Linked DNA regions of Zea mays: region 2 is linked to region 1. The links are chromatin contacts, called in public Hi-C maps. All regions are on one chromosome and are shown on one strand. Each heading gives the region's core, a stretch centred on a gene start, on an enhancer-like site or on the middle of the called end of the contact. The rest is flanking DNA. Distances are from core to core; before and after follow the strand shown.

The links. A called contact is a pair of places that touch in the nucleus more often than the background predicts.
Region 2: a Hi-C map of ear shows a contact between it and region 1, with 1.8 times the contacts expected there. The contact joins the promoter of LOC103629835 here to the enhancer-like site in region 1. A contact is called at or near these places in 2 of 25 Hi-C or Micro-C datasets (ear and tassel).

Annotation. Positions count from the first base shown.
Region 1 is chr6:115,483,075-115,486,364 of Zm-B73-REFERENCE-NAM-5.0, reverse strand. No RefSeq gene overlaps it. Among protein-coding and RNA genes, the nearest start is that of LOC103629826, 11 kb to the right of the region's middle. Within about 2 kb of position 1,909, at least 15 of the 20 cell types and tissues checked have an H3K27ac peak or open chromatin away from gene starts, as enhancers often do. A contact at or near this core is called in ear and tassel, where this site is marked.
Region 2 is chr6:115,784,614-115,787,947 of Zm-B73-REFERENCE-NAM-5.0, reverse strand. LOC103629835 (berberine bridge enzyme-like 27) reads right to left here and starts at 1,437. Exons shown (of 1, transcript XM_008650934.4): 1 at 1-1,437. The coding sequence starts at 1,371. LOC100194331 (Ras protein RIC2) reads right to left here. Exons shown (of 2, transcript NM_001139367.1): 2 at 3,245-3,334.

The DNA of each region.
Region 1 (3,290 bases), core at 660-3,159:
ATACCTTAGTGGCGACGGCGTAGAGAATTGGAAACAATGGTCTCACAGTCACAAACTTCAGATTCATCACTGCTTTCTGAAATATCTTTTAGCATATTCAGTACATTTTTAACCATCTCTTCTTCTGCAGTTTCATTTAAATATCTTTTGGCATATTCATCACATTTTTTACCATACGAGCAGATTCATCCACCTCATCAGCCATGCTTGAATCCACCTTTAACGGTTACACTTCATCAAAACCTCTCGCCATTGGTAAGAAGAAAAGGCAGAGGCAAAAGACAAGACCTGCTTGTTGTTCACACGTACCTTCTAGAGGCCGTGAAGGCGTCTTAGTCGTCCTCCATCCTGCGCACAGCAGCGGGCTCTGAGTCGTCACTGCCATCGCCAAAGCCATCCTCGGAGTAGGGGCTAGGGATGGGTAGGAGACGTCAATGTCACTCCAGTCGGCACCGTAGAGCACGGAGGTGGGACGCACATGGAGCAGGATGACAGTGTCCCCGGAGCCACATCGCGGACCAATGTGACACGGTCGCTGGCGCATCCGCCTCCTCTACCGCCCCCGCTTATTTGTCCCCGGAGGGAATGGAACAAGCATCACTCAGGAGTGCTGCATGGGAGGAGAGAGTGGCGGACCCTGACGACAAGAGAGATGAGTCCTCGTGCCGCAGGCCGTGACGGAGGGCAGCATGAAGTAGATCTGCCCCACACCGCCTGGACCCGGCCTCTCGAACCCTGTCCTGTCCGCATCGCATAGGAACCAGTCGTTGTCATGGGATCTAGGGATCACATCAATGAACCAAGTGCACAGGCAGGACCAGCGATCTGCGTGGATAGAAAGGATCCTAGCTCCATGGCGAGTGATCCATGACAAAGAGGAGAGAAGAAACACAGAGATCTTGGCATGTGCATACCTGATCTAGATCGGAGTGGTCGGGATCGGCGGCCGGAGCGAAGGCGGAGATTGGGAACAACAGAACAAGCGTTCTCTGGAGGCAAGACGTTGAGAGAGATGGCAGAGGAGAGCGCACGGCATCCGGTGGCATGGGACGAGGGTGAGGATGGGGTTGGCGGCGACGAAATTGGGCAAGAGGAGGCAGGGGGCGAATCGTGATGACTTCAGGGCTGGGGCGGCGGGATCGGGACGCGGGGGCAGAAAATTGGGTGGGCAGGATCGGACGACTGAGATTGTAGAACTGTAGAATGTACGGCTGAGATCGCAGAACGGCAGAACGACAGGCTACCCTTACAGCTTTAATAAGTAGTAGAGATATGATGTGGTATGGCCAGTCAATGCAGCTCTGCTAGCTAGCTTTCACGTCGATCAAATATTATAATTGATTGAAGTCGGCAGCGCACCGCGTTGCCTTTAACCCGTTGGATCAGCCCTGCTCCGCATAGGCGCTTATCTTAATCATTTCAATCCAGCATACCGTATTGTGCTCTAGGTCTATATATCTATCTATTCTATTTTATTCTTATCCAACCTGTTTGGTTGGTTTCTCTAGGCAACCTGGCTGTGTGAGCCAGGACCGCTGAAGCCTAGCTCCACAAATGCGATCAATCGGCTCGTATCTAGTGAGCCTGGCCAGGGTGCTTTGAGGATCGTGCGAGCCTGGATCCAAATATGCATGTAGGCAACCAAACACAGAGCTCGCACGCGTATAGCCTGGTTCACAGCAACCAAACAGCAGCTACCCACGTCCCACGATACAAAGCACGCGCAGATGCAGGCAACCAAACACACCCATCATGAATTCATGACATGACAATAAATATAAGGAACCAAACGCACCCATCATGAATTCATGACATGACAATAAATATAAGGAAGCTGGGCTCAATGACTGGACGAAGGAGACAGGAGCCCAACGGCCTGTGTGGCTACGCTGGAGTGCTCTGCCTGACGGCTTTTCCTTTCACAGGCCGCACGTCCTCTCTCTGGGCCTCATATGGGCCGGCCGCGCGCACTCAGCCGTTTAGAAATCCAGAGGACCTGCGACGGAAATGTAACCGTTGGAAGTTGGAACTGCCAGCTCCCGCCGACCCGCCCTAGCGAGAAAATTTTACAACGGTTATGGTTCGGCTATGCAAACTTAACATTTTTCTCGTAGATTTTATTTAAAAAAATCAACATCCATCGTAGCAGCCGCCGAGGATGGTTCCAGAAGAACAACGTCGACTCGGGAGCAAGTTTGTACTCGTTTTAACTTGCATTGGACAATGAAATCAATTGTAATTTTGATAAAAAAATCGATAAAAATACGATGGTCGACGTGGAAAGAAAGAAAGAGGAAATTAATAGAATAGGATCGAGAAGCTAATCTAAGTGAGAGTCTAGGCGGTCTCCTTATTTATTAGCGCGATATAATTAAATCAGGTCCTACGAAACCGAATGCAGAAGGAAGCCGAAGATCAACTGCTCGTCAGTCAAGATGTTTGTCATTCACGACGCTGCTCATGTCGTGATGGTGCCCGCCGACACCACTGCCCGCTCCACCGCCAATCCCAGGCCCACCTCCAATGCCTCCGCCAGCTCCGGCGCCGATGCCACCTCCACCGCCTGCGCCAATGCCCGTGCCGCTTCCTGCGCCGAACCCGCCTCCTGCGCCGCCGTCGAATCCACCGCCCATGCCGCCGCCGAAACCACCGCCACCGCCCAGTCCTCCTCCTGCCCCTCCTCCAAGTCCGGCTCCACCACCAAAGCCGCCTCCGCCTCCGAAGCCACCCCCAGCTCCACCCCCGATGCCTCCGCCAGCTCCAGCGCCGAACCCGCCACCAGCTCCCGCGCCACCACCAAAGCCGCCTCCGCTTCCGAAGCCACCACCAGCTCCACCCCCGATGCCTCCGCCAGCTCCAGCGCCACCGCCTAGGCCGCCTCCTGCTCCCCCACGGGCACCGAACCCACCGCCTAATCCTCCTCCACCGACACCTCCTCCAAGTCCATCACCTCCACCAATTCTCCCTCCCGTGCCGCCTCCCGCTCCAAAACCACCCCCACCAGCACCACCAGCTCCTACTCCACCACCACCTCCAAAACCACCGCCGCCACCAACTCCTACTCCACCACCACTTCCAAAACCGCCACCGCCACCAGCTCCAACCCCGCCTCCACCTCCAAGCCCCCCGCCGCCACCAAGGCCAACTCCACCACCAGATCCTGCACCCGCTCCACCTCCAAACCCTGCACCACCGCCAATGCCGCCACCTAGACCACCACCACCTCCTCGCCCAGAGCCACCGCCGCCGCCCAACCCACCCCCTGTGCCACTTCCTAACCCACTTCCTGC
Region 2 (3,334 bases), core at 188-2,687, 300 kb before region 1:
ATCCCCACCGGCGGACCAGACGCTCACGTACTGGATGTTGTACAGCACGCCGGCGCGGTGCGGGAACGGCGTCGCCGGCTCCGGCACGGCGCCGACCTGCGCGCCGTAGGGGTCCAGGATCATGAGCCCCGCGCTGGGCTGCGCGAGCTTGCCGAAGATACCGTCCCACGCGCGCCGCGGGATGGCCTGCCGGACGTAGTCGGACGTCATCTTGGCGTAGGTGCTCAGGGAGGTGGTCCGGTTCAGGATGTCCTCCACCGTCGCGCCGCTGCCCAGGAAGAAGTAGGGCACGGTCTCGATCCAGCTCATCTCCCGGCAGTGCGTGCGGTTCATCCCGAGCTCCGGGAACCGGCGCCCCATCACCGGCACCAGCGCGTCGCACGTGCCGAGGTACAGGGACTCGAAGGTCGCGCTCCGGTTCTGGAGGAGCGCCCTGATGAAGAGGTCCTCCGGGAGCGCCGGCGCGACCTCCTGCCATCTGGCCACCACGTCCAGGGCGGCGCCGTCGCCGGCGGCGACCGGGATCCTGAACGCCGTGACGGTCGGCGGGACGGGCACGAGCCTCACCTGCCACGACAGCACGACGCCGAAGCTTTCGCCGCCGCCGCCCCGGATGGCCCAGAACACGTCGCTCCCCATGCCGGCCCTGTCCAGGAGCCTTCCCCTGGCGTCCACCAGCACGGCGTCCAGGACGTTGTCGCTGGCTAGGCCGTACTTGCGCAGCAGCGTGCCGAAGCCGCCGCCGCTGAGGTGGCCCCCGACGCCGATGGTCGGGCACAGGCCGGCCGGGAACGCGAGCCGGCCGCCGCTGGCCTGCGCCACGGCGTAGTAGAGCTCGCCGAGCGTCGCGCCGGAGTCCACCCACGCGGTGGAGCTCCGCTCGTCGATGCGGACGGCGCGGAGGCTGGACAGGTCCACCACGGCGAACGCCTCCGGGCGCTGGGACCTGTAGGACAGGCCCTCGTAGTCGTGACCACCGCTGCGGACGCGGAGGCGGACGCCGTGCCGGCGGCCGCACGCCACGGCGGCCTGCACGTGGGACGCGTTCGTCGGCGTCACGATCCACAGCGGCCTCACCGTCGCTGGCGTGAAGAACCGTGGGTTCCTGATGGATGACACCAGGACCGAGGTGAACGACGGCGAGCTCTGCGCGAAGACGAGCTGGCTGGGGATGCTGCCCGACAGGCATTGGGGAAAGTCGTCCGGTGATGCGTTGGAAGGGATGATAATGGCGTAGAAACACAGGAATGTCAAGAGGAGCACCGGCGCTGAGCTCCTGGTCCTGGCTATGGCCATCTTTGCTTCTTGCGGCGTTGTGTCATCGAGCTCGATCCACGTATATACGATCTCAAACCCCAGGAGCTGCGACATGGAAACACGTGCTGTGCTCTCTTTCCTAGAAACGTTACGCTCGTCGCTGGTGGTGTTCTAGCACATTACGCAAGGGGGAGGAAACGCACGAAAAGTAAATGGTCAAGTATCTAGATCGCCTCCCGACGTACGTGGCGACGGTTGACTGGTGGGTTGAAGTCAGCTCTTTAATTGGAACGGTTTAGGGTTCGACTGACCACAACCTTCTTATCCTCTACAGTACCGTATGCAAATTAAACGCCATTATTTCAAAGTGATAAACATTATATTATCTTTATTGTAATACACCAAAAAAAGGCAGGAAATAGTCACATTAGTCGCATAAAAAGAAGACGCAGAAATTTTATTGTTTTTTTAATGACATGGCTTTCATTAAATCGGTTCACATATTTGAAACTTAAACGGTAAACAATAACGTTAAATCATGTTTGTATAAGTCCAATCGTAATCAGATATTACACTAGAAATTTGTTACCGACCTATTCAACCCTATGTAGACCGTCGGATATAATTGTGTGGGGCCCACTGGACACCGTTATAAGTTATAACCGTTACCCGGGTTAAATGTCTATGGACTTTGTCGGCCGTCGATACAAGCTTTATCTTCGATGGCCACCGTCGAAGATAATCTTATTTTCAACCTTTTAGAACCGATGGACCATTATCATCGAACATATGATCTAAGCCATCGAAAATAAATAATATCTTACGGTATAGGACTTATGTCCATGGTTTAGGTCGTCGAAAATTTACGATTTACTGTTATGAGAGGAAGTGTAGTGCATACGTATATATTACATGTCCTTTTTTGTGATGATGTGCATACTGGAACATAAAAAAGACGTCATGAGGCTACTGGCTACACCTAAGGTGTTGTTTGGTTCATTTCATGCGACAGCAACGGGATTGCAGTGACATCCCAGCGCTATCCGATACAAGGCAGTTGTTACCTGGCTTTGTTTGTTTACAGCACGTAGGATCCAAGCGAGTCAGCGCAGTCTGAAAACTCCGTAGACGAGCGATATCACGATTGCAAAGGCGCGGAACCAATACCGGGTGAAGCAATAACGCGCGCGTCGAACCAAACGGTGAGTGTAGTGATTTGATGCCGCTGTGAATGGATACGGGTTGAAAATGCATGAACCAAACACCTCCTAAGTTGTTAGGTCGTCGCAAATTTATGATTTTACTGTTGTGAAAAGAAGTGCAGTGCATAGGTTTATATTACATGTCTTTTTTTATGATGATGTGCACTGGAACATAAAAAGGCGTCAAGAGGCTACACCTATCTAAGTTGTTAGGTGCTAACCTAGATATTTAGTAGTAAGCATCTATCTTGAGAAGCAATGAAGCTGTCAGCTTGTGTCTACCCTATCTAGCACCAGAAACAAACATATGCATCACACTATTAAGTTAGGAAAGAATAGTGATTTATAGTATGCAGGCTTATGAATCATTGTTGTTTAAAGACAACCTATCTGGTTTTCCAAGCAGGTTCACAACCGAACTTCGGAGCAACTTACATAGAGCAAAGGATGAATGTATAAAAATAATGGATTTTCTAGAGACTAAGGGCATGTTTGGTTTGTTACCTCAATTGCCACATTTTGCCTAACTTTTCTGTCTAAGGTTAGTTATTCAATTTGAACGACTAACCTTAGGCACAAACCAAACATACCCTGAACTCCTTTAAAAAAATGCAGTTTGTAATGATACAGTTTTGTTAATTTCCTCTAGGAGAGCGCCATCACCATCGCAAAGCGAGCGAAAGAGATTGCCTTCGATTTCTCCAGAATTTTCAACCCGTGTACAGAAGCAAAATCATATATTCATATCCACTCCACCTAGTATTGAATATTCGAATTCAGAATTTGGCAAGCATGAAGCACCTTTCTATTTTGAACAATTCATAAGTTTAAACATGGTACCAGTGGATTCACAGCAAAAAAAAAAACAATACCAT